7 separate regions of the Mus musculus genome follow, and all the other regions are linked to region 5. The links are chromatin contacts, called in public Hi-C and promoter capture Hi-C maps. All regions are on one chromosome and are shown on one strand. Each heading gives the region's core, a stretch centred on a gene start, on an enhancer-like site or on the middle of the called end of the contact. The rest is flanking DNA. Distances are from core to core; before and after follow the strand shown.

Region 1 (3,448 bases), core at 7-2,506, 1.4 Mb before region 5:
AGCTTTCTTTTAAAACCAGTGTGGGGCTAGGAAGACAGCATGGCTGGTAAAATGTTTCCACTGAAAGCCTGAAGATCAGTTAAATCCCCAGAACCCACATAAAAAAGTTTGTACACAGTGGTCTATGCTTGTAATCCCAGTGCCGGATAGGTGGAGACAGGTAGATTCCTGGGGCTTGCTAGCCAGCCAGTCTAGCCTAATTGTTGAGTTTCAGGCCAATGAAAAACTCTGTCTCAAAGACTAAAGTACGCGTACGCGCACACGCACACGCACACACACACACACACACACACACACACGTCTTTATACTAAAAATGAGAGAGACTGCTAGACGTAGCTCCGTCAGTTCAGGGCTCTTGGTCCTCACCTGGTTGAGCCAACCTACCCTGTTCAGGATCACCAGAGTGCCAGCTTGCAAGTCTGGCCAGAAAACCAAAGGCTTTCCATCTCCTGCTCTGTCGTTTTACACAAGTACCGCCATGCCACAGTCCAAAGGCTGGTCCAGCATATGTGACCAGTCACACCATACACTAAAACAGTACTGTCCCAGGGAAAGCCAAGTGTCTCACTTGTGAGGTCTACTATAATTCTCTTGACGGTGGCTTGGCAGGTGCTGCTGGTCCAGTTTTACAGATGAACAAGCCAAGGCTTGGATAGGGTAAGAGGGGTTTGGTTTGCCTAAGGTTCAAGGGTCTTACAGCTAAAAGAAAATTGGCATTTGAATCCATGTCTAGATGACATTGAAGTTCTTAATTCAAAAGCAAGATACTTCTCAAGCAAGATAATCTAGTTTCAATCCTGCCTACTCCTCTCAGGTCCTAACTGCTACCAGCCCATGGTCATGGCCGTGGAGGTAAGGCAGAACACCTGCTCTCTGATAACTCTAAGCCCCGCTGATGATGAATCTGTGACGGGCGCTCACAGGTTATTTCATTCTCTCGAATCACTATGACTCGCAGCACAAAGGTCCCTTAGCAAACAGCACAGCAATGGGCAGCTTGAGGCGCTGCGCCGTGCGTGTGACCCTGCTGATCTGGGAACCGAGGTCAGCCACTCGGCTCCCAACGTCCGGTTCAACTCCCTCTGAGTTGGCCTAGCCTCAGTTTACCTGGTCGTTGCAGCCGGACTTGTCCGGCTTCCTGCGCTGTCAGCGGACGCCTGCGGAGCCGCAGGACAAGAGGGGAGGGCGGAGAAGCCACAGCCAGTACCGCTGCAAGCACTTAACTCTTCTCCAAGGAATATAGGGACCGCCCCTTCGCAGTCGCGATATGGTGACGTCACGAAGCTGTCGCCACCAGGAGGACACCTGCTTCCTCCCGGAAGTCCGCCCTCCTGCTGTTAGGTACTTCTTTTAGCCACAGAACTTCCAGCAGGTGCCTAGTGTGTGCATTTGGGGAGACCGTGGCTGGCTCCAGGGTGACCCTGGGATACCCAGGCTCGGAGAGAGCGCATCCGACCTTTGAGCTTCTAATTCTGGCCAGGCGCTGCTTCTGGGCCAGGCACCTACTCATAGTTGTCCAGGAAGCACTCTGGTAGACAGTAACAAGTAGTTTTGTGCTCTAATGTTGACCCACCAAGGACAGGGATGTCTATATGTGTTGTATTCGTGGAGAAAACATAAAGGCTAGGAGTGATTTTGCCCATGATGGCTCCTGAGCCAGTAAGGGCTCGTCCAACCACTTATTTAGTTGTCTTGGCAGGTATGAAGCGATTCTGAAGGCAAAAGACACTTGTGTCCTTCCTTCAGCTACTGGGCTTTCCCCCATGAATCTTGTGTGCTGGGGGAAAGAAAAGACTGAAGCTTGTGTGTGCCAGCTAGAGGAGGAGTTTTGTCACCCAGTAAGCTATATCACAGATTTGGCAACTGGTCAGACTATCTTGTGGGATAGACTGGAACTGAGATAATGGTGGATCAATAACCGGCAAGACCACACCTTGACCAAGACTGCTTAGTTATGTACACCACTTGCTTTCTATTTGAGAATCTGAACCTCATGTCGGGACTCCAAAGATGGACTTTGGGGAGTCACTGAACCTTTTCCCCTTTCCTTTCTTGTCTTTTCTCTTTTCTTTCCAGTGTGACCACATTGGCAAAGTCGTAGCCAGCTTTTCACCATTTTTTCTTTAATGCACACAGTGAAGACAGATGGTGGCCTGTCTACTTTTTAGGCTTGTCAGGGCTCACCAACTTCACCTACTTGTAGCAGCACCCTGTTCTTCACGAACCTTATTTTAGGGGGAAAAGGGTGTGTGTGGGGTGATGGGCAAGTCCAGGCAGCAGGCATTCGGGTGGAAACATCCTCTACAACCACACCCCGAGTCCTCTGGCCTATGAAAATGTAAAGGGGACTCTGAGAAGGAGCCTCCTAAGTGAATCAAGGTCCAGACAGAGCATCCGAGGCTTCCATTGCCCCAGGAAGAAGCACAGGCTTTTATTAGATTCCTCTTATTTTTTCCCAGTGAGGCTTTTTTTTTTTTTTTTTTTTTTTTTTTTTTTTTTTTGGTTTTGGTTTTTTGAGACAGGGTTTCTCTGTGTAGCCCTGGCTGTCCTGGAACTCACTCTGTAGACCAGGCTGGCCTCGAACTCAGAAATCCGCCTGCCTCTGCCTCCTGAGTGCTGGGATTAAAGGCATGCACCACCACACCTGACTTCTTTTTTCTTTTAACACCAATGTTTTCAATCCTAGAAAAAGACCAGGGCTTTCCTTCCTGTGTGATTTTGTTTTTCTTCTTCATAGTTCATGATGTCAGCTGAGGTTGACAGCACAATGAAACCAAACCGATGTGACAGGAGCAGGCGATTTTGCTATGCTCTAGGTCTTGGAGCTGCACATCAAACCTGGGACTCATCACTCCATGGTTGCTTAGCCTGCTTGTGGGGTTGACAACATTCTTCCTAGCTCTGATATCAACGATTACAAATTCTCAGGTAAAATCAGGCTTCATCCTCACAGTTAGAAACTGGACAATAACTTCAGAGCATGCCAATAAGGGACTGACATCTGCTTCTTTCTTCAGTGTTGTTGATTGTCTTGAGAGTTCAGCCAGGACATTCATGTGTACTGTTGATGGTGGCATGGACGGCTGGCAGAAAGAGAGGAGGTGGGCTGGAGAGATGGCTCAGTGGTTGAGAGCACCTGCTGCTCTTTCAGAAGACCTGGTTTGAGTTTCAGGACCTACATGGTGCCTCACAACGAGCTGTAACTCTAGTTCTGAGATATCTGACACCCTCTCTGGCCCATATAGGTACTGAGCATGCATGTAGTAAACAGACATGCATGCAGACAAAACACTCATACACATAAAAATTATAAAAACTTGTAGAGAGAGAATAGGAGGGGCTGGCTCCTTGAATTCCCCACATACTTTTCTTGCTGCTGTAACAAAACAGCTGGCATAAAACTTAAGGAAGAAGAGGGACATTTTGGATCACAATTTGATCCAAATA
Region 2 (3,576 bases), core at 943-3,442, 1.1 Mb before region 5:
CACCCAGAACAGCTTCCCAGCTTCTTCTGCCCATGACATCAAAATCTGATCTTTTCCCTTCCTTTCCCATGCTCCATACAGGCACACACATTATCCTGGAGTTCTTCTATGCATGCTCATAGCAGGTACAAGAAGCATGTGCAGAATAATGCACTCAACACACACACTCAGATACAGATATTTTACACACACACACACACACTCAGATACATTCATACATACACACACACTCACACACACACTCACACACATGTTCACACACAGACTCACCCATGCACACAGACCCCCCCTCACTTGCATATGCACACACACACACACACACACACACACACACACACACACACAGATGATGCATGTGCTCCGTCTGTGAACACAATTCTGCATTTTCTAAGTTTTCATCAATGAATGAAGATGACTTCCAAATGAAAACTAGAGTTACAGCGAGCAAACACAGACAGGGCTAACTGCAACAAGGGTCTGTCACAGCCGGCCGGCCAGTGCTTTCTCCAAAATACCAAGATGGAGGCAGAGGAACCGCCCCTGACTGAAGGGGAAAGGACAGCCAACACAATCAGGAGTTTTGACCTGGCTCCTGGGCTAGGGAAAGGATATTAGTGGGGAAATGAGCAAATAGAACAACAATGGTCAATGGCAGAGTGCTAACTTTAACTTCCTGGTTTGGAGAGCCCTGTGGGGTTCCGAGTGAGGAGCAGACTTCCTATGCTGCCGCTATGGCTTTAGGAGAAATCTAAAACTATTTAAAAATAAGTCAAGAAAATCAAATCAATGACAATGACCTCATCCCCTCAAAGTCCCAGGACACCATGAAAGTACTTTTCCAGGAATCCAACTGCAGGGGACAACTGTCAGCACCTCTAGTGACAACTCTCTACCTGGCTGCTCTCCTGCCTCAGGAATCCAGCCTTCTTCCAGGGAGTGACAGGCCTAGACCCCTCCCTCCTCTGGCCAGGACAGTGTGCTGCATTCTAAAAAATGCCCCCAAACCTCTCTCCAGCCACAGAGACCCCTGGGAGGTAGCCACTCCTCTGATGATGATTTGCGTGACTGGCAAGCTCAATAGAATGTGGCAGAGCCATCCTGTCACCCATGCGACTGTTCCAAAGTGAGGCCCACACCCAGGGCCTGGCACACAGCTCAGGATCTGATCAGCTTGGCTGGATGCCCACGTTTGTGGGGGACTGGTGCTAGAAGAAACCTGCCTCTTAGGTGGAGTCTCTATCAAGGCCACCCACCTGTGGGACCCACAAGGACGCTTCCCAAGAATGGCTGTTGTTTAAGCAATTTGCCTAAAGGTCACTCAATGGGACCTAACCTTCCATGAAGACCAGAAGGGAAAGCGTTGGCCACACCCATTTTATGTAACCTGTCCTACTCCAAGTCTTCCTCCCCGCCCAGAGGCAGCATGGTCAAATTCAGGGCTAGGAAGAAAATTTCACCCACAAACTAGATATTACAGGAGGCGTGGCAGGGAGTAGGGGAGGTGGATAGTAGCAGGAGCCAGCTGAGGAAATACTGAATGCATTGCCGAGTGCTGGCAGGGTTCAGCGCCTAGTTCTGCTCTGCCGTGTCCCAGAGTCGGGCAGCAACAAGTTTCCCAGAGTCACCTGGGCGGTTCAGATTGTTTTATGGACGATGCTGTCATGAGCTCCCTTCGGCAGGGAACACACGTAAATCAAAGTTCAAAGTCAGCTGATGTGATTTGAGAAAATACTGGGAGACCTTCTTTCAGAAGGCCCTTTAGAGAGACCCCTAGTTCTTTGAACTTTAGTAAAGTACAAACAGCTAGGGGGAAAGAAACCAGGCAGTAGAAGTTTCTTAGAGGTCTGGATAGTCTAGAAGGTGGCTGGACCCCTCCAGCAAGAAAGTGGCCTGGGGATTAGCTCCTCATCCTTTGGGAAAGAGGAAAACTTGCTCTAGAGGAACCCAGCCTGGGAAACCCACAGGGAAAGAGGGAGCCTGAAGTTAACTGCCAGCGAGGTTCCCTGCCGGGTCTGCCCCTCCCTCCCCGCAGGTGGGGGCAGTCAACTCACCAGCTCCGGTAGGAAGAAGGCAAAGGGGATGGTGAGGAACAAGGCGGCGACCCCCGAGGGCACGTCAGGCGGGGCGTAGCTGGTGGCCGGCGGTGTGTCCCGGGAGGCCATGCTGTCACCTCTGCTGGCGTCTTTACTCCGTAGCACTCGCCTGCGCCCGCAGCTGTTCAAGAATCACCTCCCGCCCGACAGACAGACACACCCATCGGTCGGAGGGACGTCGCCTGGGAGGGGAAAAGAAAGGTTCCAGTAGAGCGGGGGCCCTTCTGTGCACTGTGCTAGCCAGGAGAGGGGACAGGACCAGCCTCGCAGAGGGTCTTTCTAGACTTTCCCTGCTAAGGAACTTTGAATGCTGGAGCAAAGGACTCCAGAAGAGATGAAAGGAACAGCTTTGTATGTATGCTCCTGGTGATCTCTATGCTCAGAGTGTAAGCAAGGGCTCTTTTGCTAAGATAAAGATTGTTTACTGAGGACCTACTGTGTGGTTAGCCACCTTCAGACACTTCTGAAGTTCAGATAGACCACCACCACGTGGCTTTGTTGTACCTTTCCAGTTAAGGTCACAGAGTGGTCACAAAAGCAGCATCTGCTTTTGTCCTCAGAGTCTAAATGAAGGATTGGAGCAGCCTGGTTTTCACCTCCCTCCTCAGGTACTCTGAGTCCCTCTTGGGTCCTCCTCTCACTGTCGTTCTAGTCCAGCTAGGACACAGGGTTGGGACCAGGCAGTTCCTTCCTGCTTAGAGCCTGGGGCTGGCTGCTTGGCTGTGCTTCCAGACCCAAAGCTCTTCCTTTCACACAACGCCAGGCAGGGCTGGAGACTGGGCCACCTTCTTCTTTAACAACCCACTAACCTTGGTTTGTTTTCCCACCGCCCTGAGGGAAGGCCTGGCGCCCCAGAGCCTTCTTCCTCCCCTCTTCGGCTCCAGCAGGCCAGTTGAAAAGCCTCCTCAGGAGTAGGAGAGGAGGCATGGAAGAGTTGTCCCAAGGACTGGGGGATGTCCTGCACAAGAGCCCTGTGTCTTGTTCCTTAGCAACAGCAGGGAATTCCAGGGCCTGTCCTGGGCAAGGTGGGAGGAGTAGCTGGTTCGCTCTGCCTGGTCTGGAGCAGCCAGCAGAGTCTGGATACATGAAGCTTGAAGCCAAGGCATTGCAGGGAAAGGCAAAGATCTTCCCAGCAAGCTTCCAGACAGCCTGTCCTCAACCTTTTCCAAGTCCTAGAGCGTATAGTTCACAAGCTCAGGCCCCCACACTGCTGACAGAATGGATCCAAAGCCACCCACCTTTTCTGAATGTCACACACAAGTGCTATGTCTCTCTTTGGGGCTGTGGCCCCCTTGGATGTGACCATAATCTACATGGGGCGTCAGGGAAGATGGGGCAGGGTAAGAGGTACACACAGGTTCCAGGGATTGAGCCCAGCCACCAGGCTTGAGGGACGGTGCCTTTACCTGATAAGCCATCTCACTGGCCTGGAAAGTATCAATTCTGAGTAGACTGTGACGTTAACTATGCACACTGTACTTCC
Region 3 (3,629 bases), core at 626-3,125, 1.0 Mb before region 5:
CCAGGAACAGCCCAGAGGCGGAGCTAGTCCAGCCACAAGTCAATTTAACCCCAAGTTTTCAGTTTAGGACAAAATGTACTTCAAAAAACCTATCCCAACTAAGCCTCAATAAATGATGTTGACAACAGAGCTGACCCTGCTCTGGGGCTGGAGATGGATCACCTGGGAAAATGCCTACTGCACATGCATGAAGATCTGGCTTAAACACCCAGCACCCATGTAAAAACCTGGGGTGGAATGGGGCAATCTGTAACAGTAGTTACAGGACCAAGACTTTGGATTCTCAGAACCCACAGTGGAAGTAGCAGTCTCCAGGACAAACTTCCAGTCTACACCTACATACACATCACACATGCACTCACACACACGTGGACATATATTCAGTACACACACTACACATACAAGAGAAGAAGAAAAGGTGAAGAACAGTCCAGGAAGGCACTGATGCTGACCTCTGGTCCCCACACAACTGCCCACCGCCACCACCCACAGGCAGATAAGAACCCTATTCTACCTCAAAGATCTTCACCTAGTTCTCAGTGAGGAATGCTGACTAGAAAGCTTCAGCCAACTAAAGCCCAGACAGGATGGCTCTCTGAAAACTGGCGTTTCAGCCCTTGCTGGATTCATAGAATAAGATCTAAGTCACATATAAGGCTCAATAATCCTAGGAAAATGGGCCATGGTGTTTCCCTGGAGAACAAACTGATTTTCTTAAAAATGTAGACAATGCGTCAGAAATACATCTTATAAATAACCAAGGCTTTGGTCACTTGATAGGACTGGCATTTATCTTTAAGCTTACTCAACAGTTTCTCTTTCACATATATATTCCGTTATATCACATGCATTATTTTTTTTAATTTTAGTTTTTTTACTCTCTACATTCTTCAAAGTGCAAATATCTTGCATTTGTAATGCTTAATTCAGGCATTTGACACAGCTCCTAGGTTTTCTGAATATGTCTAGAAAAATGACTCATAATGGTCCGTTGATCAGATCTGCCTCCAGGCTGTACCAAGGTGAGATTCCATCAGAAAGTCTCTGCTTTCAGGCTCCAAATCTCTTACTGCAGCAAACTGAATGGTAGGCAAAAATACTGCTTTCTTTTGTGAGGAGGAAAAAGATTCAAAGATGTTTAATTTTTTATTTTAAAAATAGATTCATAAAGTGCAAGAAATTATTTCTCTCCAGTGCTTTTTATTTTCATCTTCGACAAGCTGTTGAAAAACAGTAAGAAAAAAAAATCAGTAACACAGTAGTATCTTTAACTTCAAATTTCTGTACTGTGATCGCAAACCATGAACTAAGAGAAGAAAACTATAGGACTGAAGAATAACTATGATGAAACGCAAAGCTCCTGCCATCCACGTTAAAAAGCCACTGTGGACCCTATGAATGTGGAGGCTGGGCGTGAAATGACTCCCTCCCCCATTTCGAAGTTAAATGTTAAGGTGTAACTGCATCGCACGTGGTAAAACATTCCCATTAAATACCCTCAGCAAACTGAGCTGTTAATACCTGAAAGTAAGTTGTTAGAGAAGACAAAACTATTTTCTTTCTGAAGCAAGCCATGTTCTTGCAAGCCGTGCAAGGACGACTCCTGGGTCGCGCGGCTCCCACGATCCGGGCTGCGTTGGGCTTAGGGAGTGAGAACCCGGCGGACTCGGGCTGCAGCGCGTGCTCAGGCCAGGTCCAGCTTTTTCTGAGTCGTTGCCAGCTTGTCCTGCAGCCTCCGCTTCCTCCAGTCTAGGTAACGCCTCCGCAGCCGATTCGCTTGCCAGCCCAGGACCACTCCAGAGGCGAAAGCCACTAGCACGGACACCTGCAGCGTCCTCTCAGACACGTCCGCCATTGCAACCACTCAGCACAAAGTAGAGTGAGCTACGGATTGGCGCAAGGATCAGATGCCACAGCGCTCGCTTGAGGCCCGCTCTGAGTCTGCGCGAGGAAAGGACAGGAAAGGAAGCAGAGTTCCCTGACTCTTAGATCAGGAGTCTTAACTGTGATGTGAGATGGTCTTGGTTTCTGATGGGCTCCGCGTTTCTTCTACATTTCTTGTTTGACATTAGTCAGATATTCACTTGCATCATACCCGAAGTGTTATCTACTATTGTTCGTTTTTGTTTTGTTTTGTTTCTTTCTTTTTGGTTTTTCGAGACAGGGTTTCTCTGTATAGCCCTGGCTGTCCTGGAACTCACTTTGTAGACCAGGCTGGCCTCGAACTCAGAAATCCGCCTGCCTCTGCCTCCCAAGTGCTGGAACGCCTGCGCCACCACGCCCGGCTTTGTTCGTTTTTCTTATCTAAGCTTTCTGGTAACTCGATTTTAAAATAAACAAATAGAGAAAAAAACTTAATAACACTTAAAAAGAACAAATTTAGATGAAATGGTCTTTAATACGTTTTCTCTTACCCCAGTATACAGGGTATTTTAATATATAATCTTCCAAGTTACTAGTGTCAATGCAATAGCCACAGCTCTCATCAATGGAATAAAAAGTGGACATTGTCAGACCAATGACCTTTAAGTACTTAAAAAAGAGAAGCAGCAGCGGTCGCCATCTTGGTCTGAGACCCGCCGAACTTAGGAAATTAGTCTGAACAGGTGAGAGGGTGCGCCAGAGAACCTGACAGCTTCTAGAACAGGCGGAAGCACAGAGGCGCTGAGGCAGCACCCTGTGTGGGCCGGGGACAGCCGGCCACCTTCCGGACCGGAGGACAGGTGCCCACCCGGCTGGGGAGGCGACCTAAGCCACAGCAGCAGCGGTCGCCATCTTGGTCCGGGACCCGCCGAACTTAGGAAATTAGTCTGAACAGGTGAGAGGGTGCGCCAGAGAACCTGACAGCTTCTAGAACAGGCGGAAGCACAGAGGCGCTGAGGCAGCACCCTTTGTGGGCCGGGGACAGCCGGCCACCGTCCGGACCGGAGGACAGGTGCCCGCCCGGCTGGGGAGGCGGCCTAAGCCACAGCAGCAGCGGTCGCCATCTTGGTCCGGGACCCGCCGAACTTAGGAAATTAGTCTGAACAGGTGAGAGGGTGCGCCAGAGAACCTGACAGCCTCTGGAACAGGCAGAAGCACAGAGGGGCTGAGGCAGCACCCTGTGTGGGCCGGGGACAGCCAGCCACCTTCCGGACCGGAGGACAGGTGCCCGCCCGGCTGGGGAGGCGACCTAAGCCACAGCAGCAGCGGTCGCCATCTTGGTCCGGGACCCGCCGAACTTAGGAAATTAGTCTGAACAGGTGAGAGGGTGCGCCAGAGAACCTGACAGCTTCTGGAACAGGCGGAAGCACAGAGGCGCTGAGGCAGCACCCTTTGTGGGCCGGGGACAGCCGGCCACCGTCCGGACCGGAGGACAGGTGCCCGCCCGGCTGGGGAGGCGGCCTAAGCCACAGCAGCAGCGGTCGCCATCTTGGTCCCGGGACTCCAAGGAACTTAGGAATTTAGTCTGCTTAGGTGAGAGTCTGTACCACCTGGGAACTGCCAAAGCAACACAGTGTCTGAGAAAGGTCCTGTTTTGGGCCTTCTTCTTCGGCCAGGAGGAGGTCCAAATACAAGATATCTGCGCACCTTCCCTGTAAGAGAGCTTGCCAGCAGAGAGTGCTCTGAGCACTGAAACTCAGAGGAGA
Region 4 (3,763 bases), core at 884-3,383, 1.0 Mb before region 5:
AGACCCTCAACTCCTTCAGCATCCTTAGCCAGCCACCAACCATCAGGCTTCTTTTCAATTATATGGAGAACGTCCCCTTTCTTAAATGGAAACAAATTAGAAACTGAACAAAAATTATAAAACCATGAACAATATTTCATTACAAATGCTTCAAAAATATCTTTTTTTTTTACAAAGGTAAAATGAGTTTATTTAGTCCCATTTAAAAGAAAAAGAAAAAAATCCATAACACTCTACTACTGACTCTTTGTGACTATAAATGAACCATCACATGAAGCATATATTCAAGTGACAAGCACCTTTTCACTGTACGTGTGCGTGTGTGTGTGTGTGTGTGTGTGTGTGTGTGTGTGAATGCTTTGCCTGCCTGCATGTCTATGTACCACATGAATGCCTGGTATCTATGAAAGTCAGAAAGGGCCTTGGATTCCCTGGAGCTGGAGTTACAGGTGTTTGTGAGCCACAGTGTGGGAGCTGGCAACCAAACCCAGGTCTTCCGTAAAAGCAGTCAGTGCTCTTAATGGCTGAGCCATCTCTCCAGCCCCCTCAGTACCATTTAAGGCACCATGCTCATGCTAACACTTGGATTATATAGAAGACACTGTGGATTTTGCATCTCTCTTTGGACAATATCTTTCAGAAGCAGCATGTGAATCCTTGAGGAAAATCAGTTCTGTGAAATTAAAATTAAACCATATGCTGAAGCAAAAATAGAACTTATCCAATATATTCCAATTAACACCTGGAATGACATTTATGCATACAGAAAAATATAATCTACCATCTAGGTATGCTAGTGATACCTTTAATCCCAGCACTGGGAATCTATCTATCTATCTATCTATCTATCTATCTATCTATCTATCTATCTATCTACCTACCTACCTATCATCTTTAATGAGCAAAGAAGTTCTACCACTGATGATACTGAGAAGCAAAGTGTTTCTTAGAGTATACATTATGTCTAATATTGGTAGCATTCTTCAAAACTGAAAAAGAATCCCATGAACTAAAATGTAAATGTGTAAGTTTTATAATAAACTTATACATCATATTATTCGTTATTTAATTCTGAAAATTGACAACTACAAGGACTAAGATTAGTATATTCTTTAACATTTTCACTCATGTTGATGGCAGAAAGTCACAAGCTTCTTCAAGAACCACAAGTCTCAGGCCAGGCTGACTTAGTGGGAAAGTGGTTGTCTAGTACTTGTAAGGCCTGCAGTTTGCTCTCTAGCACCGAAGAAGCAATAAATACCCTGACGGGGTTTGGGGGGGGGGGTGAGGGGTGGTGGTGGTGGTGGAAGGGAGTGTTTTGTTTTTTTGAGGCAAGGTCTCATCATGTAACCTTGGCTGGCTTGGAACTCACTATGTAGACCAGGCTGATTTTGAACTTGCATCTGTCTGTCTCTGCCTCCTGAGTGCTGGCAGTAAAGGCCTAACTCCATTGCCAGGGGCTGCAGAAGTGTCTCTAACAACTTGACGCATGCCTGTTGCTGCAAGCTGCAGGCTCTCCTTAAGTAATTTCATGCATATCACAAGTATAAAATTTACCCTTATTAGGAGTTATCAAACCTGCAGCTATTTTTTTAAAAAAATCTTTAGAAGGAGTAATTTTAATAAGAGAGCCTCTGATTAGTGATACTTAGATATTTTGGTTATTTTTCTAAAGATGGATTATTCTCAGGACTGTGTAACATGAGCACGCATAGCCTTTTGTACTGTTAGCCATGCAGTTACCCTGGCTATCCTGCAAACTTACTCCGCCTTACCTTAAAGGTCAAGTCCCCAGTCTGCTGAGCAGCGAAGTCCCCAAGAGCGATGTATGTGACAGTTTCTGTTTCTGCTTGTTTCGGGGAGGCTTGCTCTTGCTTTCCTTCTCCATCCCCTTCTGACTCTTCTTCCTCTCCACCAGTTTCTTCTTCATCATCTTCAGTCGTGTCATCTTCCTCCTTGTCACTGTGTGCCTCAACTCTGTAAAAAACACTTCTATCAGGAGGACCATCTGGAGTCGCATGGGGGCGGGGGAGGAGGGGGCAGTTCTATCAGGAAGACGCCTGGAGTTGCATCCTGGCATAGTGAGTGAGCAGAGAAGGCCTGCATGGACAAGAGCGGCTCTGTATTTGGAGCTGGAAGTGGAAGGAAGCAGGAAAGTGTGGCTGACAGTTTCCACCCGCAGGCTGAGCTCATGGGTGGGAGGCACTGAGGTGGAGGAGGAGCCGGAGTGGTCCCTGCGCACACTGCTCAAGCATCCCCTCAAGCGGTGCAGACAGCATGGGCACAGGTTTCAATTCTGCCTCTGCTTATCCCTCCTTGAATAAACTCGGGTAGATTAGCTGGTCTGTGTGCTTGCAGTGCTGAGAATGGAACTGAAGGCAAACGCCTGACTACTGAGCCATCCCCCCAGTCCATGGCCAAACTGTGGCCGCAGCCTCCCAAGTGTGCGATTAGAGATGTGTACCACCACACTCATAAAAAAGCTGTAATCATCTCTCAAAAGAAAAGAAAAAAGAGGGGAGGGGAGGGGAGGGGAGGGGAGGGGAGGGGAGGGGAGGGGAGGGGAGGGGCTATGATTCCTGTTGGCTGACCCACTGGTGAGCTGTCCTTGTTTCTGCTGCTCCTTTGTTCCCTTTCTTGGATTTTCTCTGGCCCCCTCCTTTCTCCTTTGGCTCCTTAAGTCGGAAGCTCTAATCTTTTCTCAATCTTCTTTCCAAATTACTCATTCAAACCTATACACTTTCCCCTAAGCACCACTTTGGCTATAACTCACAAGATATATTCATTTTCTTATTCATAACATGTTCTGTCAGTGCAGTATTTTCTTTGACTCATGAGTTATACAAAAGTGTATGATTTAATTTGCAAATACTGGTGACTTCTATTTTTTATTATTGAATTTTAATGTAATTCCAAAATTTCAAACAGTATACATGACACAGATTCAAATTTTAGAAACACACTGACAAGTATTTTGTGGCTTCTGCAGTTCCTTTAATTAACAATTGATGTCACATGTGCACTGCCCTTGAAAAGCAGCACACTGTCCTTGTGCACAGAGATCCATACAGTCTACACAACATCATTAGTCAAGGTTGCTGAGCACCAGGACTGATTTACTGACCCACGGGCCTGGCAACTCTAGCTTTATACACTTGAATCTGTTGTTGGGATTATATTTCCCCTAGTGAACTCACTCTTCTATAAATATAAAATGGTCTCGCTATGTAGTAAACACTTCTGGCCTAAATATCTACTTTGCCTGGTTAAAGTAACGGCCTTACTTGGCCTTTGTTAGCATTTGCATATAATATATTTTCTAATCTCTTACTTTGAAGTTATCTATTAGTTGTCACTAATGTATAACTCTTATAAGCAATATGCATATTTGGGTCTACAAAAAGAAACAATACAAAACAAACAAACCCAAACCCCAAGGCAACCTGACAATCGCTCTCTTTTAAGCAGAATGCTAGTCCACTTACCTTTGACGCAGTTGTCTCAGTGATGACATCACAGCACGTCATCTTTAGTTTACTTCCGTCTCATGTGCTACTTTTGTTGTTTCCCTTCTTTTCTTTTAAAAAAATTGTTTACTGAGTAATTTTTAGCATTCCAGCTGTTTGTATAGTTTTCTTAGTTATGCATTTATAATAGACTACCTGCTTATATTGCTCATTTACCTCCGTTAAGTTTTATTTTTGTTTTGGCATGTCTAGTGACTTTTTTATTAGATCCTGTGATGGGCATATTTATACACGGG
Region 5 (3,567 bases), core at 634-3,133:
GTCTCCAGACTCTTTTATATCTACACCCCAGGATGTGACCAGTGTCCCCTGTTCCATTAGCTCTTTCTGTGGTGCTGATTGAACCAGGGTCAGGGTATATTGGGCAAATACTACATCCACCCCCTGCTGATGGCCCTTTGCTGTGTTAGGTTTGATTGATTTTACCCTGGCCCCTGGCTGAGTGTTGTGGATGGAGGAGATAACAAATACAGCCTAACTAACTCAAGGAAGCAATGCTAGTGCCACTCTTCCTTGGAAATGAAATTACCCTAGAATAAGAAGCATCTAATTAACAAAAGTAATTACTCTTTTTTTTTTTTGTGGCGGCTCGTGCCTTTATTTTATTTTATTTTTTTAAAGATTTATTTATTTATTATATGTAAGTACACTGTAGCTATCTTCAGACACTCCAGAAGAGGGCGTCAGATCTCATTATGGATGGTTGTGAGCCACCATGTGGTTGCTGGGATTTGAACTCTGGACCTTCAGAAGAGCAGTCGGGTGCTCTTAACCACTAAGCCATCTCGCCAGCCCATAATTACTCTTTTAAAATGTTAATTACATTTTACTTATGTATTGAGTGGGAAGTATTTGGGGGTTAAAGAACAACATTCCAGAGTCTGTTTCTGGGACCTTGTGGGTAGTCAGCTTTGGCAGCAAGTGCCTTTAACCTCAGGACCATCTCAATATTCCATTTGCTCTTCAATAAGGTAAACTCCCTGTTTAGTCTATTACTCGGAGATCGATACCTCTGTGAGATATTTAATGAGCCGTAAGATACAGTTCTGAATTGATTACTGGTTTAATGGTCTCTATTAAAGGTACTCCTTGTAGTGTGGAATGTTGCTAGCAGAGGAAGCTGGTGACCAGGGCGATATTAGAACTTTCTAGAGATCCATTCCTCTCGATTTTACTGTGAACTTAAATGTGCTTGAAAAATAGTTAACTATTTTAAAATAAGGAAATTAGAGGTATAAACAGTAACTCCTACTGAATCTAATCGGGACTAAAAAAACACCTTCAGGAAAGATTCAAATTCATATAAAACATCAATTTCCTAGTGCCACCTACTGGTGAGACCTGACTATTGCTCTCGAAACAATTTTTTCCCCTTAGTTGACAAGTATTTTGTTTTGCTTTTAGACAAGCTTGTGCAGCTCACGCTGGTCTCACGCTTGCTATGTGGCTATAGGCTGTCTTTGAATTCCCACGATCCTCCTACCTCCACCTCCCAAGTACTAGGATCTTCATTTCTGCAACTTGTCATTAGAGTGCCCCATTATCCTCGGGGCCCTGCTCTGCAAGCTGACCTTTCAACTGCGTTGCAGCCAGGTCTTTCCTTTCTAGTTTCCCTTAAGGCCCTGCCTCTTTTTCCTCCCCCTCCTCTCCCTGTTCTTTTCCCCGCCTCCATCTTTCTACACACAACCTTCCCCTTAAAGCAGCTTCTAGTTCCGCCCAGGTTCGGCCCTTTTAATCTTGTAGTCCCGCCTCCACACTTTGGTTCCGCCTTCCCTTCTCCCGGGAAGGCCCCGCCTCCCTACCACGCCCCGTGCCCATAGTCCCGCCCCAATTAAGGTCTTGGCCCCGCCTCCACTCCCGGCCCCACCTTCTCAGCCCCGCCTCCACCCGGCCCCACCTCCCAGGCCCCGCCCCCTCCGTGGGCGGGTTTCCCTCTGGACTCTCTTCCCTTCCCTCCACACTTCCTCGGTTCCTTCCAGGCCTGGCCCTGAAGCCCTGCTCCAGGTTTGAGCCTATTTCCTCTAACAGCGCCTATCCGCTTCAGCCCAAGACCCCCTCCGCATTCACGCCCGTGCTCTCGTTCCCCTCGTGGGCACGCCCCTTCAGGGGCGGAGCTGAGCCAGGTGCGGCCCCGGGGCGTGGCCGGGTTCCGGGAGCGCAGGTGCGGCGTCCGCGTCAAGATGGCTGCCGCCTGTCGGTCTGAGGCTGGCCTCCTTCCCAGCCTCCTCTGCCGCCGGCCCGCCGGGGCCCAGCTGCTGCGAGTTGCCCTGTGTCTCCTGTGCTGGGTCCCGGCGGCTGTGGACGCAGTCCCCGAGCTCGGGCTTTGGACGAGGACGGTCAATGACGTAAGTGCTCTGTAGGGACTGAGGCGTGGCGCTTCTTAGGCTCCAGGGCCCTGGCTGGATAGCTCCGCCTGCGGACCAGTCTGGCCTTGGGCACATTCACTAGGGCTCTCTGGGACCAGCGGTGGGTCCTCTGACGCGCTTCTTGAGCCTTTTGTCTAGAGTGGGCTCTGGGAAGGGAGCGTCCCCCTCCTCTGCCTAGGCTTCTGGGAAGAGCGGTCCCACTGTGCTTTCCTAAGACGGCTTCCCTTTCCAAATGTTGTTGCTGCTCGCGAGGCTCTCCACCCGCCTCTCACTGTCCTGACACGGTGTCTCTAGATCTTGCTTTTGTTTCTTCAGTTCAGAGCCCCAATCTCTGCATTCCCAGCGGCATCGCTGGGACCGAATACTTCGGCTAGGTTACTACTACTGGGGCCACATCCACAAGGCCACAAGGTTTGTCTAGCCTTTCTGTTAGAGCATAAATTGAGTGTGCTCTACAGTCGTGCATAAAGTCACCTCGCCTCTCTTATTTTTCTTGAGTTTCTGTATATTCCTTAGTGTTCATGACTTCTGCGCGTGTCTGTGGAACAGGGTGTTTGCTTAAGAGTGTTTAAAGGGCGAGTCTGATGGATGAAAACTTCCGTAACTGGGCAGGCCGTTAGAGAACTTGACGTCCTGTATGGTTAAGAGATGATGTGGGAAGAAGGCAGAGACCAAATTGTGCAAAGTCTTGCAAAAGAGACAGGATATCGGGAAGCGGCCTTGTCTTGAGTCCAGAGTCAGATGACTCGCCCAGATCTGCTTGGGATGTGTGGAAACAGCGTCTAAGTTCTAAAGGTGACATTTATATTTATATTCCTTCAACCAAAAGTAGTATCAGAAGGTGCACATACTTCCAAACACAAAACTGCAGAGGCTCAAGTGTAGGCTTCATTCTGTGGCCCGGCTCAGTGTATTCATTGCGTTTGAGATTCTTCTGAGTAGGTGCCCAGTATTTTTTTTTTTTTTTTTTTTTTTTTTTAGCTGTCATATGCTTTGTTCAGGCTGAGTTTATTTCCTGTGTAGCTCAGGCTGGTAGTGTCAGCAGCCTTTTTTTGCAAAAAGCAGGATGATTATTTTTTTCTTATATCAAGTTGTCAGAAATGTATCTTTTAGAACAGAGAGAATGAAACATGTCTTTGTATACTTACCACGATAGGGCCTGCCCATCTCTATGGCTGTATTTCTCATCAATAAAAAGCAATGTTTGTTGAAGCACACTTTATGGTTTCCTGCTGCTTTTTTAGTGAATGCAGTTAAGCCGGTTTCCAAACTCAAAATAAGAGCATTGTGAATCAGCTCCATGAAAACTGTTGCTTGAGCATGTACCAAAAGATCTTTGTCAAGCGTACTTCAGATAGTAAGAATCCCACTGGGAAGAATGGCAGGTTCTTTTGACAAGCAGAGAAGTGTGTTTTTTGACTGTAGTTATGCTTTGGTCAGACTGAGTTTATTTCCTGTGTAG
Region 6 (3,462 bases), core at 251-2,750, 1.2 Mb before region 5:
CAGACATTCTTAGGTTGGCCAATTCTCTTCGAGAATTTATTTAAGAAGTATAAGAGAATAGTTACAACGGCTTTAATTAACCATCACTAACACGTTATCTTTATTGAAAGTTATCTGCCAGCCAGCTTCCTAAGCACATTACACATATCCTATTTAATCTTTAGGTAATGCAACCAAAATCTGGACTCTCCTAAGCATCTATGACAGACAACTTGATTAAATAATCTATTGTCCAGCGGCTAGACACACTTGGAGCACTACGGAACTCCACCATAACTAGCGTTGAGTGCTTGCTCTCATGAGGCACTATGCTGAGTGCTTTCTATAAAGATAATTTAGTTCCATCGTCATACATCAATAAGAGAGGCACTATTTCACAGCAATTAAGAGAGTCAGGCTTTGTAAAAGGCTGAGGTGGAACTGGGAAAAGTCTGCCTGGAAGCTTTTAATTCTGTTATAATTTACTTTCATTGAAAGATAGCCATAAAGTTAAGCAGATCTTTACCTGCAACACATCCCAGCATCCCGGGAAGCTTGATTCGCGTGACTGAAATTTCACGGAAAACAGAACTATGGTGATATACACCCGTAATGCTAGCACTTGGAAGGCTAAGGCTTAACACAACGCCAGGTTAAGCTACAAAATAAGATCGTATCTCAAATGTAAAAAGAACACTAGGGAAAAGATCACTAGTAAATTGCCAACAACTTCAATGGAGTAACAGACAACTGGCCATCCCACGGACTTCTAGACATCTGACACTTACTGGTGGTTGGAACGAAGTTGTGCTAGTTCGATTTAACGGTGGTCAGAATGTCAACCTCTAGAATTGTTTCTCAAAATTTTGTTTATGTTGACCTCATTTGAGACGCACAAAATATCGTGCTTGGTGGGTCTTACTCTGATACTGTGGGTCTTGTCTGGCCGCAGTATAGTCCCTTCACCCTTATTTCCCACTATTCCTTAACAGTGCACTCCAGTCAATATCATCTTAAAATTGCCTAAAGCCATTTGCGATTTCCTTTGGGGTTTTCTTCACCTCAAATCCGGTATCGTCCAGGAACACCCTATGCTCACACCAGGACATTCCGGTGCAGGCTCAGGGCGAGAAGCTGAAGCAAAGGGAGACGTTTTCTAGGGGACTTGGGAGAGAATGGAGTGGATGCTCCCAGATTTAGCGTCGGTACCATCCACATCCACGTAGCACCCATCATGGAAAGAAGGAACGAAAGGAAGACCGGGATCTCCAACTTGAAAGTACAGGATTCTGACACACAGTGGACATACCCTACGAGGACACTGTCCCCACGGAACCGACACACACCAGAAGGGAAGACTCTCTGTCCACACAGGCCACGCCCACTAACCCTCCCCCAAGTGCCCAGTGTCCCCGTGTCTCCTCCGCCACCGCGTCCACTCGGCTTCTTGAACACCTAGACCCGCAACCCTCACCTTTGGCAAGAGTACTGGGAACCTGCGAACACTCACCGCCTCGTGTCGGGAAGGCAGTGCGCCTGCGCGAAGATCTTCGGCCTCTGAGCTCCAATCATAGTGTTGCCTTTGCATGAACTACACTTCCCAGAAGCATCAATAGCCGGCGCGCCGTGAGATGACGGGTAAAATCCTGCACAAGGTTGCACTCCAGGTCTGTGGTGCTGAAACGGATAGGACCAGGCTCTGACCCTAAACAGCACAAGTTCGATTTCTAGTTCGTTTCCGGTTTGCCAGTGTACCTATTTTTTCTGAAAGCCAGGGTTCCCGTTCTTTCAGTAGACTATCCCAGATGCATGAGCCCAGAAACATACCTGTCGCAGTCTTCCATCAAGAATTCGTGGTGTAGGTTTAATCCCAGATTTGGTAGCATGTCGGAGAATTTACACCCAACTCTGTAGCTGTAATCCTGAATGAGGGTGACCTTCTACCTACTGCTTCAGAGGATACCAGCCAAACAACAGACTTTAAACGTTGTAGCTCAGTCCATTCCCCACCCCACCCCCCTCTCTCTGTGTCCTGAACTCACTATGTAAACCAGGATGGCTTCAAACTTGGAGATCCACCTGTCTCTGCCTCCAAAGACCTGGGCTTTAAGGTGTGCATCACCCCACCTGGCCTCTTTGTATCTCAAAAGCTCAAAAAGGCTACAAAACTTCAAAAAGGAAGCAAAACTTCTAGGGAAAATTCTCAATTTGTGAGGCAAAAAAAAAAAAAAAAAAAAAAAAAAAAAAGGCAACCTTCATTTGGTACTATGAGATCTGGATTTGCCCCCTCTCTGAACCAAAAGACAGGTTTTGGCTTTTCTGGAATTAACTGGATACTGCAGAATATGAATTACAATATTTAAAGAAATAGCCAGGCCAGTCATGAGAAATTAAATGAGGGTCCCAAGCCCATACCATTTGTAATTGAGGGATTAAGGAACACTCTTTTGATAGGCTTAAGAAAGCTCCAGCACTGGGACTTCCAAAGGGATGGGCTGTTTCAACTATACATTACCAAAAAGCAGGGCTGATACCCATTCTCATCTGGCCATTGGGTGGTCACAAATGGTCATACCATACCTGTCTGAACAACTGGATCCTGAAACCCAAGATGACCCCAGTATCTCCAGGGACTGACAATGACTCTTTGATCTCCCATTACTATCTGTACACCCTTCCTAAAACCTTGATCTCTTTGGCTATCAATTAAACCTCTCCAATATCAGTTTTTCTTAAATAGAACCTAGAATTGGTAAAGAAGTAAATTTTTCTACTGAGTAAATACCTACCTTCTGGATGTTACATGTTCATGCTGCTTTCTGGAAGGAAAGTGATTTGCTGAACTCCAAGAGCAGTCCCATCAAATATTGACCACAGGTTTTGTCTCTCGTGCATGGCATCCAGAAACTCTCCAGTGTTGCTATGTCGGCTACAGGGGGCACTAAATGGGTGGCTTGTCAGTAGAGGGAATAAATCATATCACTAGGCTGCCAAGGTCTCAGCACTGCTGTCTAATTTTTGTTGATCCCTTTCGCCTCTGTCAGTCTCATGGATCTCTTGTAAGCCTCGGTCTGCCCCTAAGGCAGTGAAAAGGGCAGCTGTGAAAGGGTTCTTCTGCAATTCTGAAGGATGGCTGCATACAGAAATCCTCAACTATGTTCCCAGAGAGCTTGTAAAAGAGCCCTGTGATACTTTGGTTGGACAAGGTCAGGAGAAACATACAATCACCTCTTCTCAGGAAAATGATTCTTCCAGTCTGCTCCTGAGTTTCTTGGGGGCTGCATGGTATGTGCTCAGACATGGTCACGAACCTGTGACAGATTTGGAGGACATAGTTTACCAAGTCTTGCCACGTCTTCAGCTGCCTATAGGTCTTCATGGATATCCTTACTGAATGAACTAAAGCCTCCCCAGCCTGTGCTGCAAAGACTTACAAAGTAGCCAAGGCACTCTCACAAGCAATTCTGAACTTGCTCAGAGACT
Region 7 (3,899 bases), core at 913-3,412, 1.1 Mb before region 5:
AATTCCTGCCCTGACTTCCTTCCATGATGGAAGACTATGTGGAAGTGTACATCAAATAAACCCTTCCCGCCCCAAGTTTTCATGTTTCACTACAGCAATAGAACCCCCACTAAGCCAGGCATCAACACAGTGTCCAACAAAAAGGAGCTGAGGCGGGGTCCCCATTCTTCACAATTCTAGAGTCTCAGAGGTGTCAATAAAAATAATCACTTAGTGGCTCAGCGTTCGCACTGATGGCACGTGAAGGATTTGGCTCCAAGGGAAAGTGTATTTTGTTAGGATGCAGCTGTGCTCTCCGCTGCTCTACTGCTCGCTTCGTTTACGGAAAGAAGGGTAATAAGGTTCTACATGCCACTGCAAGGCCCGGGAGTGCTGCAGACACGGCCCAATGGATAAGAACACTGGCTGCTCTTGCAGAGGACACAGGTCCAGTTCCCAGCACCCACATGGTAGCTCACAACCATCTGTAACATCTGACGGCCTCTTCTGACCTCCACAGGCACCAAGCATGCAATGCAGTTCAGAGACATACATGCAAAAAAAAAAAAAAAAAAAAAAAAGTCTTAAAAAAGACCTATCTATACTATGGAGGTGGTGGAACCATTTAGGGGTGGGGCCTTCAGGGACACATTCAGGCATTCAGACACTGGGCTGTGCCTATGGAGATACAGGGACCCATGCCCCTCTGTGCTGCTCCCCAGCCCCTGAGGGATGGAAGGCTTCTTTACCACATGCTTCGCCATGGTGTTCTTTGTTAACAGAGACCCAAAGCAATAGGGCCAACGGGCCAGAGACTGAACCCTGTGGAAATGTAGACCCAAATAAACCCTCCCTCCTTTAGCTTGCTTATAGCAGGGTCATGGTGATTAAGGAGCCAGCTGACAGAGGGTCACACAGAAGGACTGTACCTCTTCTGGACACTGAAGGGTCCACTTCAACACCTTTTTCGTAAGGAGTGCCGCCATTCAAGAAGAGTTCGTATGTTCTAGGAAAGAACAGTACATGTGACAGGTCCTTGTCATGGGCATTTATTTGTCAACTAGACTCTGCCAGGAATGAAGTTATTCATGGACATCTTACTAAACTCATGGGTAAATCAGAGTCAGGATGCAGACTCTTCTATGAGGTAACAACTCAACAGACTCTCTCCTAAGCACAAACTGCAGGAAGTGTGGTGTCCACATGGAGAGAAGGAAGATTCTGATGTCACTAAAATGATTTGACTTTAATGGTATGTAAGTAATAAGCTTTAACTTTCAAATGTATTGAGTCATTACTTGCAGTGAAGTCAGTATTCAGGTGTGCCCATCCCCTCCCCTGCTAGCTCTGTGCTCTTCGGAGTTGTTGCCCCTGTGTCCCATGTGCCTCTCTTCTGTGGAAGTGTAACTTAAATGCAGAGAGAAGCTAACGGGCCTCTTTATCCCCCACTGCACTCCTAGAGAGGTTTCCCTGGATCCACACACCCAGCTTTTGATGAACAGCAACTTCCTTCACACAACACACACTGGAGCAATTAAAAACAGCTCTCATTCCACCTCTGGGAAGGGACACCTCATCTCTCTACTAAGTACACTATAACCCTGAGTTACCATGCAATATATTACCATTTATATTATACTTGGTATAAAATAATTTTTTCAAAAAATTATAAGAAATCAGGGTGTCCATAATGATACAATGATAACTAATGTCCTCTCCTCCTTGCTAGGGTGATGCCAGATAAATGGTGGCCTGGACTCTTATCTCTGCCCAGTGGTAAGAAGGCTGTGAGGGGGTGTTGCCTAAGGTAATCCTCACATTACTTATTACTGAGATAGGAAGTAATCTCCAGATCAGAGACAGAGGAACCTGAGACCTGGAGATGTTAAGGAACCCAACCGGTCACCCAGGAGGAGCAGGGCCCACCCAGAATCATCTCACTCCAATCTGCCCTCTGTCTGCCTCTCTGTACCCCCTGGGAGCTTATGCTCTTGACTTGGGTTTTTATTTTCCCCTATTTAAGACTGAGATTACCTATTTTCTTGTTAGCTTTTGAGACGGGGAGGCAATCTGTTCTCCCTTGTGTGTGTAGCACAGGGATTGGCCCAGTCTGCTCCTGCTCTTACAGCCTCCGTTTGTTTACAGTTGTAGCCACTGCGGGCTCTGTGACCTGCCTGCTAAGGGAGGCAGAGGATCGCAGACTCACCATCTGCTCCCTGAAGCGAGCCAGGCTCTATTTTGAGCACAGTGAAGTGTGGTGAATCAATGGGGGCTGCGGACTGAACGTTCTCAGCACACAGCCCAGGCAAACTCCTTTTAAAACATGAATTCTCTGGGTCATTTCCTTCTCATTAGGGGAGCATGTGAGCTGTTTTCCCATGCTCCCTCAGACACTAAGATGGATACGAGATTCCTCTTCCCAAACTTGAACTATTAACAGAACACATCTGAGGTAGACAGTCCCGAGGGATTTTTCTACAAATCACTCACTTGTAAGGAATAGTGAGCTGACTTACTTTGCTGGAATAGGAACTCCACTGGCATCGAAAAGCTTAAGAAACACCCAGCCACAGCTTAACTCTCCTCTCTCACCAGTTGACTGAAATAAAACGAACACATGGAACAGTGCTTGAGCTAGCCACTTATGAGCACACACTGCGTCCTCACATCCTCTCTAAGCACCTAGCTGTCCTCAAAGAAATGAGATGCTGCATGCCAGGGCTCCATTTTACTTGTAGGTCAGGTGTTAAAAATGGTATTCAAATGACAATTCTGCTTTATCACAGTTGCTTTGAAAGGTCCCTTAAAACCCCACCCTGAGGTAACTGTTGCCACTGGGTGGGTCTTCAGTGCTATACAGTTTGGGAACAGTGTCAAATCACAGGATCCTACACGGCATTTTGAAGCTTTGTCTTACAGGGGAATGGACTAGAGGAATCAGTAACGCAAGGATCCCTTTCCTCAGCCCCCACGCCAGTTGCCAGGATCAGTGGGGCTCACCTGTCTCCAATGCCCTACCCATCTATCCTGAAGATGTAACGGGATCTCTCTCAGGATCAGAGTCCGCACACGGGGGATCTCTGGTGAGTGTGCACTCCAGTGGGTTATTTCTCTGACAAGCATTAAAGCACACTTCTGACGTTCCCTTGCCATTGTCTCAAGTCCCTAAGTAAGAACTGTGCCCTACAGGGTTAAGTGGCCTCCTCTGGGAAGTCCCAGCCTTTAAGAGACATTTTGTTCTTTGAAAGCAACTGGAGTTCATTGATGCTATAAATGCCAACCAAACCCTTCTGCCTTAGCTAACACTGAGCATTACCACACACAAATGGGAACCAGAGCAGAAAGATGGCTCAGAGAGTCAAGGTGCTTGCTGCCAAACCTGACAACCTGAGCTCGATGCTCAGGACCACACGGTGAAAGGAGAAAGTCAACTCCTAAGACTGTTCTCTGATCTCCATGCTGTGCCCACTCATAAAAAAAATGTTAAAAAGAGAGAGAGAGAGAGAGAGAGAGAGAGAGAGAGAGAGAGAAAGCAGGGTAGTGGTGGTGCATGCCTTTAGTCCCAGCACTTGGGAGGCAGAGGCAGGCGGATTTCTGAGTTCGAGGCCAGTCTGGTCTACAGAGTGAGTTCCAGGATAGCCAGGACTACACAGAGAAATCCTATCTTGAAAACTAATTAACTAACTAACTAACTAAATAAATAAATAAATAATTTAAAAAAAAAAAAAGAGAGAGTCATGGGCTGGAGAGATGGCTCAGTGGTTAAGAGCACTGGCTGCTCTTCCAGATGTACTAAGTTCAATTCCCAGAAACCACATGGTGGCTCACAACCATCTATGATGGGATCTGACACCCTCTTCTGGTGTGTCTGAAGATAGCAATAATGTACTCACATAAAATGAATAATTAAAAAAAAAAAT

The links. Promoter capture Hi-C pulls out the DNA fragments that hold promoters and counts their contacts. Hi-C and Micro-C count contacts between places; a contact is called where the count stands out from the background.
Region 1: a promoter capture Hi-C map of pre-B cells shows a contact between it and region 5, with 2.0 times the contacts expected there. The contact joins the promoter of Fahd2a here to the promoter of Tmem87b in region 5.
Region 2: a contact with region 5 is called in a promoter capture Hi-C map of embryonic stem cells, with 2.1 times the contacts expected there. The contact joins the promoter of Mall here to the promoter of Tmem87b in region 5. A contact is called at or near these places in 2 of 39 promoter capture datasets (embryonic stem cells and hippocampal neurons) and 1 of 115 datasets of contacts at active chromatin or transcription factors (embryonic stem cells).
Region 3: a contact with region 5 is called in a Hi-C map of B cells, with 13 read pairs. The contact joins the promoter of Mtln here to the promoter of Tmem87b in region 5. A contact is called at or near these places in 9 of 39 promoter capture datasets (the C10 cell line, cranial neural crest, embryonic stem cells and 5 more), 1 of 484 Hi-C or Micro-C datasets (B cells), 4 of 115 datasets of contacts at active chromatin or transcription factors (astrocytes, embryonic forebrain, extraembryonic endoderm stem cells and 1 more) and 2 of 9 other capture datasets (adipose tissue and liver).
Region 4: a contact with region 5 is called in a promoter capture Hi-C map of hippocampal neurons, with 4 times the contacts expected there. The contact joins the enhancer-like site here to the promoter of Tmem87b in region 5. A contact is called at or near these places in 3 of 39 promoter capture datasets (cranial neural crest, hippocampal neurons and liver), 4 of 115 datasets of contacts at active chromatin or transcription factors (the 230-238 cell line, embryonic stem cells, extraembryonic endoderm stem cells and 1 more) and 1 of 9 other capture datasets (adipose tissue).
Region 6: a contact with region 5 is called in a Hi-C map of B cells, with 12 read pairs. The contact joins the promoter of Zfp661 here to the promoter of Tmem87b in region 5. A contact is called at or near these places in 8 of 39 promoter capture datasets (the 3T3-L1 cell line, 3T3-L1-derived adipocytes, the C10 cell line and 4 more), 5 of 484 Hi-C or Micro-C datasets (B cells, CD4 T cells, erythroblasts and 2 more), 6 of 115 datasets of contacts at active chromatin or transcription factors (the 230-238 cell line, embryonic stem cells, large pre-B cells and 2 more) and 2 of 9 other capture datasets (adipose tissue and liver).
Region 7: a contact with region 5 is called in a promoter capture Hi-C map of hippocampal neurons, with 4 times the contacts expected there. The contact joins the enhancer-like site here to the promoter of Tmem87b in region 5. A contact is called at or near these places in 4 of 39 promoter capture datasets (the 3T3-L1 cell line, the C10 cell line, hippocampal neurons and 1 more) and 4 of 115 datasets of contacts at active chromatin or transcription factors (the 230-238 cell line, embryonic forebrain, embryonic stem cells and 1 more).

The regions. Positions count from the first base shown.
Region 1 is chr2:127,443,309-127,446,756 of GRCm38.p6, forward strand. It overlaps Fahd2a (fumarylacetoacetate hydrolase domain containing 2A), which reads right to left and starts at 1,257. Exons shown (of 8, transcript NM_029629.2): 1 at 1,109-1,257.
Region 2 is chr2:127,727,705-127,731,280 of GRCm38.p6, forward strand. It overlaps Mall (mal, T cell differentiation protein-like), which reads right to left and starts at 2,193. Exons shown (of 4, transcript NM_145532.3): 1 at 2,052-2,193. The coding sequence starts at 2,162.
Region 3 is chr2:127,790,613-127,794,241 of GRCm38.p6, forward strand. Mtln (mitoregulin) reads right to left here and starts at 1,876. Exons shown (of 2, transcript NM_001384135.1): 1 at 1,522-1,876; 2 at 770-1,220. The coding sequence starts at 1,855. The coding sequence ends at 1,685.
Region 4 is chr2:127,772,123-127,775,885 of GRCm38.p6, forward strand. It overlaps Nphp1 (nephronophthisis 1 (juvenile) homolog (human)), which reads right to left. Exons shown (of 20, transcript NM_016902.4): 5 at 1,776-1,977; 6 at 1-80. Among named protein-coding and RNA genes, the nearest start is that of Nphp1, 15 kb to the right of the region's middle. Within about 2 kb of position 2,134, at least 17 of the 459 cell types and tissues checked have an H3K27ac peak or open chromatin away from gene starts, as enhancers often do. A contact at or near this core is called in hippocampal neurons, where this site is marked.
Region 5 is chr2:128,816,420-128,819,986 of GRCm38.p6, forward strand. Tmem87b (transmembrane protein 87B) reads left to right here and starts at 1,884. Exons shown (of 19, transcript NM_001355629.1): 1 at 1,884-2,084. The coding sequence starts at 1,920.
Region 6 is chr2:127,583,177-127,586,638 of GRCm38.p6, forward strand. It overlaps Zfp661 (zinc finger protein 661), which reads right to left and starts at 1,501. Exons shown (of 5, transcript NM_001111029.1): 1 at 1,454-1,501.
Region 7 is chr2:127,755,184-127,759,082 of GRCm38.p6, forward strand. It overlaps Nphp1 (nephronophthisis 1 (juvenile) homolog (human)), which reads right to left. Exons shown (of 20, transcript NM_016902.4): 14 at 2,496-2,578; 15 at 909-985. Among named protein-coding and RNA genes, the nearest start is that of Mall, 27 kb to the left of the region's middle. Within about 2 kb of position 2,163, at least 56 of the 459 cell types and tissues checked have an H3K27ac peak or open chromatin away from gene starts, as enhancers often do. A contact at or near this core is called in hippocampal neurons, where this site is marked.